Linked DNA regions of Sus scrofa: region 1 is linked to region 2. Evidence: chromatin contacts called from public HiChIP or PLAC-seq data. All regions are on one chromosome and are shown on one strand. The core of a region is the stretch at or near the end of the contact, and the rest is flanking DNA. Distances in the headings are between cores, read along the strand shown.

Evidence for each region. HiChIP or PLAC-seq counts read pairs in DNA pulled down with a chosen protein or histone mark.
Region 1: an H3K27ac HiChIP or PLAC-seq map of alveolar macrophages shows a contact between it and region 2. The contact joins the promoter of MYSM1 here to the promoter of FGGY in region 2. A contact is called at or near these places in 2 of 5 promoter capture datasets (fetal liver and liver), 1 of 47 Hi-C or Micro-C datasets (heart right ventricle) and 1 of 2 datasets of contacts at active chromatin or transcription factors (alveolar macrophages).

The regions. Positions count from the first base shown.
Region 1 is chr6:153,753,358-153,759,383 of Sscrofa11.1, forward strand. MYSM1 (histone H2A deubiquitinase MYSM1) reads left to right here and starts at 1,852. Exons shown (of 20, transcript XM_021096571.1): 1 at 1,852-2,904. The coding sequence starts at 2,840.
Region 2 is chr6:153,209,132-153,215,172 of Sscrofa11.1, forward strand. It overlaps FGGY (FGGY carbohydrate kinase domain-containing protein), which reads right to left and starts at 4,048. Exons shown (of 16, transcript XM_021097811.1): 1 at 3,924-4,048. It overlaps LOC102165506 (a long non-coding RNA gene), which reads left to right and starts at 4,121. Exons shown (of 4, transcript XR_002345481.1): 1 at 4,121-4,291; 2 at 4,801-4,861.

The sequences.
Region 1 (6,026 bases), core at 602-3,101, 540 kb after region 2:
ATCTCTCCAATAAATTCAAACACAATGTAGCAGAGATATGAGACAGACACTTGATTGATTGTTCCTCCAAAAACTCAGGAAAATTTACAGATATGGCAACTCCTGCTAATTCTGTTTTAGGATCAACAAAGGAAATAGAGTGTATTAATGAGGCACAGAAAGTTTGTAAACCCAAGACAAGTTTCCAGGCTTCAGAATACACTTTCCATTCATTTCTAGCCCTAAGCACCTCAAAGACATCAGAAATACCTGATTGTGATTTATTCTTAAACCAAGTGAGAAAATATCATAGTAACACAAAATACCCTATTCTTTCTGTGGTAAATGAAAATGTAACAGAGTAAGGGTAGAGTGGGAAAGACTTGTGTTGGAAACCCAGCTCTGGTACTCAACTATGTAACTATCTGAAACTTAGTTTCCTCATCTCTAAAATGAAAGTGACTATATTTATTTTATTTTATTTTATTTTAGGCCACACCTGCAGCATATGGAAGTTCCCAGGCTAGGGGTCGAAATCGGAGCTACAGCAGCTTGCCTATGCCACAGCCATAACAACACAGGATCCAAGCAGCGTCTGCAATCTACACCATAGCTCACAGCAACAACGGATCTTTAACCCACCAAGTAGGGCCAGGGATCGAACCTGCATCCTCATGGAGACTAGTCAGATTCGTTTCCTCCGTGCCACAATGGGAACTCCTATATATTTTTAATTTTTAAATTTTTTTTGTCTTTTTGCCTCTTATAGGGCCGCTCCCGCAGCATATGGAGATTCCCAGGCTAGGGGTCTAATCGGAGCTGTAGAGCACACAGCAACGCGGGATCCATTGCTCACGGCAATACTGGGTCCTTAACCCACTGAGCAAGGCCAGGGATCAAACCAGAACCTCATGGTTCCTAGTCAGATTTGTTAACCACTGAGCCACGATGGGAATTCCTCCTATATATTTTTAAATAAATAGTTAAATTTAAACAGTAGACCAGGCTTCGGGAGTGTATTCAACTGTGGGGTTATAGCCACTTCCTTGCAGGTAGGGTTGAGCTATACCCTTAAGGAGCCTCGTTCACATAAAGCCAGCAAACCAGGTGCATAGGCGCATGTGTGGGGAGGATTCATATTAGTCTCCCTGTTTAGGGAGGCCTTTATGCCTAAAGGCCTTGGGGCATATTGGAATTCTGTGCAGGACTTTCCTTCCTTCCATATATATTTTAATGCCTATTGATGCCTAATACTGGGCCAGAAAGACTTCAGTTCTGTATTATAGGAGACACTGTTCATATGGTATTTTGTGTCTAGGAGACATTTGATACCCTGTGTGTCCAGGTAGTACTACAAGGGTTCCTATCCCACTTGTTTTGTAAAGATCAATGAAAGGCATCTATATTCTACAGCTCTGACCATCTGGCCATGTCCATCTTTCTAACCTTGCTATTAATTACATCTAACAAATATCTTAGAAAGCCTACTCTGTGCCAAGCATGCCAATTACCACTGAGACTGGTCACAGGATAGGCCCTTTAGCAACAGGATAACTTAAGGATGGAGCACTATTCAGTTTCTGAGCACTGGATCTCTCTCTTTACAAAACTTTCTCTCCATCTTTGGCCACACAGTTGTATTACAGCTCCTCTTATGGCTTGAGTGCAAGGGTGCATTGGGGCCAACTCAGAATATTGTGGGAAGTGAATTCATTCCATTAATTGATTGATTCACTCATCAGTTCAATATTTATTGAGCACCAACTGTGTCAGACATCATGTTGAATGTTGATACCTTAAGGACTAGTCCAAAGACTAGCAGATACAGCCTTTGTCCTTAATGAATTCATAGTCAGATGGTGGAGGCAGAAAAATGAATTAACAGCTACAATAATGTGAATGATAGATGCTAAGGTAGAAGAATACATAAGGGTAATATTTAATTTCTTAAAAAGCCTTAAGTTCTTTGAGAGAAATGGTGTTTGTCTCTCACAGTTCCTAACAACACAATTTGTACAGGTAAACACTCAGTAAAGTGTCAAAAGGTCTGGATTTTGGTCCCAGTTCTGTCTTTGACTAGCTGTCCATCCTTCTCATTAGTCATCTCAACTTTCTGAGCTTCAGTTTATCTGCAAAGGGTGACTGATGTTATTGGTCCTGCTTATCTCACTGGGTTTTGGCGTTTTCTTTGTTTCTGTTTTTTTGGCCACACCCAGCGGCATGCGTAAATTCCTGCGCTATGGTCAAACTCTTGCCACAAGCTTCTGCAGCGACAACGCCGGGCCCTTAACCTGCTGTACCATAAGGAAACTCCCTCACCAGGTTATTGTGAAGATCAACGGTGATGAGTGATTTTTTAATTAACTGTAAAGATATCTACGAAATAAAATACACAATCCTAAGTTATATTCTAAACTCTTTCCTGAATATTAAAACAGATGTTCAGCATTTTTATAAGTGCTGAATGATTCTATTCTAAAAAATAAAAACCAGCAGATAAGGGTCGCTGTTGCCACTTTCACATTCAAAGTCCGTCTGGCTTGATCTTTTCAGCACTCCAGGTATTTAGTATAAACCCCATTTTACAAATTAGAGAAGCGAGGCGCCAAAGAATTTATCCAAGACCACAACGTCTTCAAAATCCAAGCCTGGGCCACTTGCCAAGGTCTTTACACGTCAACAAAAGTCAGAAGAATCCAGACCCAGGACGCTAATATCTTTTCCCCGAAAGCCCCGCTTCTTGAGCCTGGGAGGGGCCGGTCGACGCCTCAACTCCGCCCCGTGACGCACGCAGCCCCGCCTTCACGCCCTCCACCTCTCGCGGGATCTCTCGAGAGCACGGCTGGGGTCAGGTCCCATCATGGCGGCAGAAGAGGCGGATGTGGATGTCGAAGGGGACGTCATGCCAGCGGCGGCACAGTCTGGGTGAGACATAGAGACCGGGTTTTGCAGAGACGAGGAGGGGCGCGGATGTGAGAAGGGTACCCTAGAAAGGCTGGGGTTCCGGAAGGGTCCAGGGGAGCGAAAGACCATCCGCTGGGGCCGGGGTCTCCCAGAGGCCTGGGCGGCGCCGCGCCCATCCCGCCGCCCGGCTCTTCCAAAGCGCAGCCGGCGAGTACCTGAGACTTGGGGCGGACAGCGTTTTCTCCTTTTGCTTGGATGCTGTGAGGGCGCCGGTCGCCCCTAGCACATTGCGGGCTCTTAAGCAATTACTTCTTCCGTTAGTGTCACCCTAGAATCCGCCCCCTTGCCACCGCCCAATAATCATGAGAACAAGGGCTGTCCCTAGATGGGACCTGAGCGTAGGGATTCTGGTACCATCGCCTGCAAGCCCTGTGACCTTGGGTGTGTCGTTTTATCCCTACTCCCTATCGATTTTCTCTTCCACATAAGGATAGTTGTGAAAAACTTCCAGAGAGGTATCGTGACTTAAAGGAAAGGGCAGGACGTAGAGTTAGACAGCTTTGGGTTCTCTTGTAATGGCTGGTCCTGCGAGATACTAGTAGTGTGACCTTGGGCCAGACTTTTAATTTGTCTGAGCCTCAGACAGTTCGTGAGTAGGCTGACGATCATGTTAGGTACCTCGTATGATTATTGTGAAGAAAAAATGAAGTGATTATGGGATAGGTGCTCTGTAGATGTGTTCTTTACCGGCCCGTTATCCCTAGGGGTGGTATTGTGAGGACTGCGGCGGGGGGGTGTCACAATTTATTTAGTATCTCTACCTGCAGAGCAGGCCAGTGGGGTTTTAAACAATAACCTTCAGCTTGAGACATCTAGCCCTTTGACTCCTTGCTTGCAGGGAATGAAAGCAACCATTTTTAAAATATGCTTTCAGAATCTCCTTTTAGTAATGGAAAAGGCCCAGATGGGTCAGGAATTCTAAGACCTCAGTTCTAAACTCAGCTATGTTGCTTGTACCTATAAAGAACGTTCGAAGTCTCTAGAACCATGTGGATTTGCCAATCTTAGACGGTTTTGACCTATTAAAAAGCAATTTCACGTGGTCGAACCTAGTGATAGGGCCTCTGTAAATTTTGAAGTGTACTGGCCCTGCCCATGAGGAACTAAGATAGTGGGTTTAAAGTTCTTCTGAACCCTAAAGCACTGTGAAAATGAGTAACCAACTTCATGTAGTCATTCTCCCTCAAATCTTTAGGCAAAATAGTCCAAAGCTATACAAATGGATAGGAAGGGTTTACTAACAATCATTGTTCACATTTGTGTAGACCTCGTTAATCTTGCACAAGTGCTTTTGCATGTGTGATTTAATTTGCTTTTCACAAGTCTGTGAAATAAGTGGGAGGGATTCTTATCTGCAGCCCAGAGAGAAATGAATTGGCCTTGGAAACACCAAAGATCAGCTGAGAGCATTGGCTCTATCTATCCGTTTTCCATAGGTTCTTTATTTTTCTGATTGTATTTTATTTTTATCCCTTTTTCTCTCTCTCTTTTTTTTTTTATTATTTTGCTTGAGCCTCAGTTTTATTGGTGGCACCTGTGATCATCTTAGTCTCATGTAACCAGTAATAGGGTTATTGGTTCCTGATGGTTAGAGCCATTGCCTTACAGAACTTCAGGGAGCATCAGTAACATATCCTGGTGAAAATTGCTCCCTGGTGTTAGGGCTCCAATCACATAGAATTTCTTGTGAATAAACACTTGAATTGTGTAGTTACAGCTGATAGCATTTGTGGAAGCCTTGAGGATTAATTAAAAACATGTTTAGGTCTCGCTAAGTGCTAGTTACCAAAGTTAGAAGATGGCGTTGCAATGGTTTGATTTCCTTTCTACCTATCCTGCCTCTCTTTCTCATTCTTGTTTTCTTCTGCTTGTTCTTTAAATCTTAATGTTTTGAAATTCCCTCTGTGGCATAGTGGGTTAAGGATCTGGTGATGCTGCAGCTGTGGCTCAAATTTGACCCCTGGCCTGGGAACTTCCATATGCCACAAATGCAGGGAAACACACACAAACAAAAAAACCTTTAATGTTCCAAGGGATTTTTGTCATAAGACTTTTCACTAACCACACAGTCTGTCTCTCAGGATTTAAATTTATTTGTTAGGTTGGACAGTATGAAATTTTGCCAATGTCCCACCATTTTTGACCTACAAAAATGATGTTTCCCAAATTTGTCACCAACTCAAATCTCTCTCCTGAGTTTCAGGTCCATTTATACAATTTTCTGAATCTCTCTGCCCTTGGGTGTTCTGCAGTCTCAGCTTATAAACTTTCTTCATCCAACCTGCCTCTCCAAGTTCTCTAAGTTCAGTCCACCCAGTCACACAAGGCATAGACGTAGACTTTATTCCTTTTCCTTACTTCTCGCATTCTATTCAGTCATTTATTAAGAGTTTATCGATTTTGAATATCCTCTCATATGTGTTCATTCTTCCTATTCACACTGCTTGTTCTTCAAATCTAAGTTATCATTGCCTCTCTCAAGTATTTATATAATCACTCTTAACTGTTCCTTGTCTCCTTGGCCCCCTTTTATTCTTTCCTGAAGTTAGAGCAGTCTTTTCTTAACATGCAGATCTGATCATGTTATTCCCCTTAATCCTCAACTGGGGAAGGAGTTCCCGTTGTGGTTCAGCGGAAACGAATCTGACTAGCATCTGTGAGGACGCAGGTTCGATCCTTGGCCTCACTTAGTGGGTTAAGGATCTGGTGTTGCTGTGAGCTGTGGTGCAGGTTACAGATGTAGCTCGGATCTGGCGTTGTGGCTGTGGTGTAGGCCAGTGACTGCAACTCTGATTCGACCCCTAGCCTGGGAACTTTCATCTGCCGAAGGTGTGGCCCTAAAAAGACAAAAAAAAAAAAAAAAAAAGAATCCTCAATTGGCTTTATGATAAGAAATCTTTATCCCTTAAGTCCTAGAAACCTGTGTTTCTGCTCTACCTACTTTGTTCATTTAATCATTCAATGAATATCCGTTATTTTCTATATGCCAAGTCCCGGCATATAGAGTCCTTGTTCTCATACAACTAACATTCTTATTGGATGAGACAGACAGTACACCTTATGTGTGTCCCAGAGGGAGATAA
Region 2 (6,041 bases), core at 2,798-5,297:
TCGAGAGACACTTTAAGAAAATTTTAAAATGAGCCACAAAATGAGGGAAAATATTTGCAAATCACAGCTATAATAAAGAACTCGTAATGAGAATATATACAAAAGCCTCTCAAAAGTCAATAAGGAAACAAACAGCCCATTTTTTTAAATGGACAAAAGATTTAATATACACTGCACCCCAGAAGATGTTATATGCAAATAAGCACAGGATAAGAAGCTTGAAATTTCTAACCATTAGGAAGCGCACATTAAAACTCCATGAGAGGATGCCATATTAGAATGGCTAAAATTAAAGAGTGACCACACCAGTGGGAGCAACTAGAATCACACAAGTACAGTTTACTGTTTCTTGAAATGTTAAATATACACCTACCATGTGAACTAGCCATTCTACCTCTAAATATTTAACCGAGAGAAATGAAGGCTTATGTCCCTACAAAGACGTTTATGCGAATATTCTTATCTGCTTTATTTGTAGTAGCCAAAAAAAACCCAGCAAATAATCCAAATGTCCAGCAATAGTTACTAGATAAACTAAACTAAAATAGATAAAAATCCTACGTATGCACACACAACATGGATAAATCTCAAGAGCATTATGCTAAGGAAAAGCCACCGCACATAAGAAATACATATTATATTACCCCCAGATAAAAATTCTTAAAAGGGCTAAATAATCTATCGTGACAGGAAGCAGCACACTGGTTCTTGGAGTAGGGGATTACTACAGCCTGGGGATTAGAAAGGGGCACAAGAAATCTTTTGGTGTTTTAGAAATGTTCTTATGTGATGGTGGTTTCATGGATAAATGCATGCCAAAACTTCTCAAATTAGACAATTTAAATACATACAGTTTACTGTACATCAAGTATATTTCAATATAGCTGGTGAAAAATATCCCAGTTGGGAATGCCCTTTTTCCCCCATGCTACCTTGATTGCTATATCCTTTCTTCATCCCCTACATTCAATCAGTAATTAATTCCTAACCATTCTATCCTCCTACTCTCTCTCTTCTGGTCCCATAACCACTACCCAAACCCATCTCTCACCTTCATTATAACAGTCTCTTCTCCATTTTTTCCCCACTCTAGCTCCACCCTGTAGCCAGAATTAATGTTTTAAAACATCAATCTGAAGGAGTTCCCTGGTGGCCCACTGACTTAAAGGTCCGGCATTGTCACTGCTGTGACTCAGGTCACCACTGGGGTGTGTGTTCGATCCCTGGCCCTAGAACTTTTGCATGCCTCAGGCACAGCCAAAAGAATAAAAAATAACAAACAAGTAAAACATCAATCTGAGCATGTCCAATAGTTCCTGCTTGCCCTGGAGACATATTCATAGTCCTTTAACCTGACTCACCTGACCCTCCCTGATCTGGCCTTTTTACTCTCCCCAACCTCTTTTCCGGTGATTTCTCACCTCACCCTTTCCTGTCCACCTACACTAATCAACGATTCGCCAGGCTTGTAGAGCTTTGCACATACTGTTCTAAGGCAGAAAAAGGAGCACAAGAAATCTCTGGGGGTTTTAGAAATGTTCCTTATGTTAATTTGTGCCCCTTCCCTTTGTCCTTCTCTGGCCCAGTCATAAGGGTCATACCACTTGTGTATTATCTCCTCTGAGAAGTTTTCCCTAAAACCCCATATTGGGCCATTTGGATTTCTCTCAACTCCTGAGAATCTTCTGCATACCTTGCACTAATCTCACTATCACATAATCTCCTTCAAAGGACTAGATAGAAGCAGACTGGATAAAAGCTCAAAAGCAAAGACCAAGTCTTATTTACTCTGTTTTCCCAGAGCCTACCACAGGGCCAGGCCCAGAACAATCTCCAAACAGAACAAATGAACAAACACAATAGCTAGTGTTTCAGTAACCTTTTTTTTTTTTTTTTTTTAAATAAAGAGGCAGCACCTGAGGCATATGGAAGTTCCCAGGCTAGGAGCCAAATTGGAGCTGTAGCTGCTGGCCTACACCACAGTCACAGCAATGCAGGATCCAAACCATGTCTGCAACCTACACCACAGCTCACTGCAATGCCAGATACTTAACCCACTGAGCAAGGCCAGGGATCAAACCCAAGTCCTACGGATACTAGCGGGGTTGGGTTCATCACCACTGAGCCACAACAGGAACTCCCTCAATGACTTTCTCTTACACCACCTGTGTTGACTCTAAATTCCACCTTATAAAAACATGGGCAGGTGAGAAGCTGAATGATCTCTGCAGAACATTCTCTTTTTTTGTCTGTTTGTCTTTTTAAGGCCACACTCACGGCATACGGAAGTTCCCAGGGTAGGGGTCTAATCAGAGCTACAGCTGCCAGCCTACGCCAGAGCCATAGCAATACCAGATGCGAGCCAAGTCTGCAAAGCCAGATCCTTAACCCACTGAGAGAGGCCAGAGTTCGAACCCACGACCTCATGGTTCCTAGTCGGATTGGTTTCTGCTGCGCTACTATGGGAACTCCCTGATCTCTGTAGAACATTCTGGTAAAATAATTATTTCAAATCCTTTTGGTTGGGGCTGGGGGTGGGGGGCACGGCGATGGTCCCACTCTGACTGGGAGTTTAAGGGTAAGATTCATTACCTCAAATTGTTTTCAAAACCATCTGGTAATTGACTGTGATTTGAACTAAGTGAAAGGTTAGGGAAAGGGAACCAGATTCCAGGAAAAGACAAGGCCCACAGAAAAAATTAACACAGCTTGGAAAAAGGCCCAGTCTCCTCCCAGTAAACTTCTCAGTTTCATCCAGAAAGACACAGATCTCCACTCTCTGGGTTATTCCCTTCTCCCAAAACTTCCAAATCCATCAGGGAGGCTCCCAATCTCCCTCCCCCTCAAAATCAATCTCCAGGCCCTCTCAGCCTCTCTGGTTCCTTAATCATCCTTAACAAGAGTTCGCTGGGCCTCCTCAGCTGGCCCCTCCAAGAGCCAGGCCTGTGGCCACTAGGTCAAAAGCCAAGCACAGGGCCTAATTAACAGGAGACTCCCAGAAGACCAGGAGGCAGTCAGCAGGCTGGAAGACCCAGCTGGCAACTTACAAAGCACAATTTCAGGATAGAAGGTGGATCACAGCAAAGAAGAGAAAAGCAAGCAAAACAAAACAAAGCAAAACTACCGTCTAACAGCCAGGAACTAAGAGAAAGCTTGCCTTCTTTCTTATGGATTCAAAAGCATAATCACTTCCTTCTGATATCACTTTAAAAATTAACCTAAGGATGACTGCTTTCCCAGATCTTGAAAATGACTTGACTCTTTACAAACGAAATTAGTTACAACATGAGAAGTGCTTTAGTGGAAAATAGCCAATGATTAGGGAAATGCCCCATTTTGCATGTTGTTCATCCTTAAAAAAAAAAAGGAAATTAATAAAAATGGAAAGATACCTCTAGGCCTTTCCTATGCAGTTTAACTATAGACAAAGAGCATTACACCATCTAAATTAAACTGCACCTCAAACATAATCACAAGCAGCACTAGCCTTAAAAGGCTTTAGGTGGCCAGCCTGGGATTAAAAGGCTCAAAAATGCCTAGGGAAACATTCTAAAATAAGATGTGGGGGGTGGGGAGAGGTGTGATAAAGATAGGAAATTAACCTAGTTAACTGGACAGTGAGGGCAAAGGACCCCAGGTTTCAGAAAGCTCCTAGGCAGTGTTGAGGGTGCAGTCAAGGCTGACCCTTCTCTTGAGTGGCCTGACGCCTCACCAAGGAGTGGACACTGGGGACTCAACAAGAGCCAAAGCACGACCAGCACTAAGACTTAAGCGGCCAGAGGAGGAAGAGGAGGCGCCGGCTGCGGGAAAAGGGAGGGAGGCTTCGGCCCAGCGCTCTCAGGCTAGAGAACCGGCTCGCTGTGAGCCTGAGCAACCGCTAAAGCCCCTGATGCACACGTGGGACCGAGAGGAGGATCACTTACTTGTCCAATCTGAAATTACATTTTTAGTTAACAGGGCTCTGCAGCTTACCGCACCGAGCCGCACCGCGCCTGGGCTGGGCGGTCCGGGAGGCGGCTGTGGCCCCTCCCCCTGCCCCGCCCCCTAAGGCCGCGGCCCCTGTAAAGCGCGCCCCGATTGGCTCTTTGAACCAGGCCCCGGATTGGTCGGTGCCTGCCCGCCGTCGCCTCGTGCTGTGCTGCGTCGGCTGGGAGCTAGGTCCGCAGCCTCCGCCCGGATCTTCCCGCTTTCCCGGATTTTCAAAGGCCCAAAGTGGCCGCTGCCCTCTCAGTGTCCTGCTCTGGGGGCTCTTCTCCAAGAACTCGCCCACGCAAACTCTCAGCAGCCTCTGGTGGGTGTGTGTGTCCAATGTGTATCATGTTAACTTCTCAACCATATACTGAGTACCCGAACTCTTGCAGACAGGTGTTAAAATAATTAATAATATTTATTGAATGCTTACTTTGTGCCAGGTCTTGCTCCTGATACTTCACGTGAATTTATTCATCTAGTTTTGTGACCCAACCCTCTGAAGAGGTGTCAGGCTTGTAAATCTGCAAAACAGATGGGTCCCAGCCTTCAAGGCAGTTACAAGCTGATGGGTCCCGGACACTCTATCTCACGTAATCTTCACGTCTTTATGTTTCCAGTAAGCTAGGTATCGTTTGTCCCTGTTTTGACGCTCTACAGATGCAGAGCGTCAGACACGTTTTTTAGCTTGTTTTGTGATACACAGTAAAAGGAAAGTAGATTCCAACGTGAGCTGAGCTGAGCCAGATCTTTTAAAAAGGCAGGTTCCTAGGCTGATGGGACTGAGATATGGAAGATAGTTTAACAAATCCAAACTCTTTATTTTCCTAGAAAAGGAGACTGAGGTGCAGTAAAAGGAAGTGGTTTTCAAAGGACACATCGGTTATGAGAGGTAAGCCTAGGTAATAACTGATTTCACTGAACGGGACTCTATGCCATGTGCATGAAAGTCACTCTACTTTCCTCATAACAACCCCAAATGCGTGCTTTTATCCTGGTCTTACAGGTGAGGATTCTGGCTCATTGAGGCCAGGGCCACATGATTAATTGCATCTGCTAGAAGTCCTAGTTTGGGGTTGCCAGAGAAAGAAAGTTTCCTCTATCCTTGTAGGTTTTTCTGGCTGGTCTAAGAATTGAATTGACATGTTGATTCATGTTAAGACATGTTAATGGGAGAAAATCAAATAATGTTTAATAACTTGTATACATAGGAGAAACCTAGAAAAACAGAGTCTCTCCGTAAAACCATCTTCAGCTAAAGACAAAAGAAGGAGGTTAGGGATAGTGGTTTGGGTCTTCAAAGAGGAGGAAGGCAATTCACATAGAGATGGAAAAGCAAATTTTGGTAAACAGATGTTTGTTGAGTCAAGCAGAGATAGTGGGACACGAAGAAGAATTAAAAACAAACAAAAGAAGACCTTAGGTTCCTCCCAGGCTACCACACCTAGTTCATACTGCAGTTATCTATGATGATAACTCTTCCTGGAAGAGGTCTTCTAACTATTCTTTAAGCAGCTAAGGGGAACATCACAGTTTCTGCCTGAGTCTTTTGGACTATGATTGTTTTCAGCTCAAAATAATTCTCATGCCAAAGAGACATTTTGGGGTGGCAAGTTTTGCTCCCCTACAGGGTCATTTTTCTTCTACACCATGATCGTTCCCCTTCGGTTCCAGCAGATACCCGAAAACCTAACTACGGACTCTTTGGGAATGTGAGATATACTGGGATCTGGTTACTCGGCACCTGTGTGAATCATAGTATACAAAGGTCTTAATAATATTAAGACCTACCAATCTTACCTTTACAGAGTATTGAAGAGCAAATGAGGTAATAAATATGGAAATACTTTGTAAAGTGTTAGGTACTGAACACATGCGAGACATGGCTTCCAGAGCGTCCTCAGTGTGTACCTCAGGAATAGAATAAATGAAATATAGTGGTTGCCTCAGGAAATATGGCAGGAGATCTCATCTTGGCTAGACTTGAATTAATGTGGATTCGCTGCCTGATCTTTATATATGTGTATATATATATATATGTTTGTATTTGATTTTGGTTTGTTTCCTCTTAT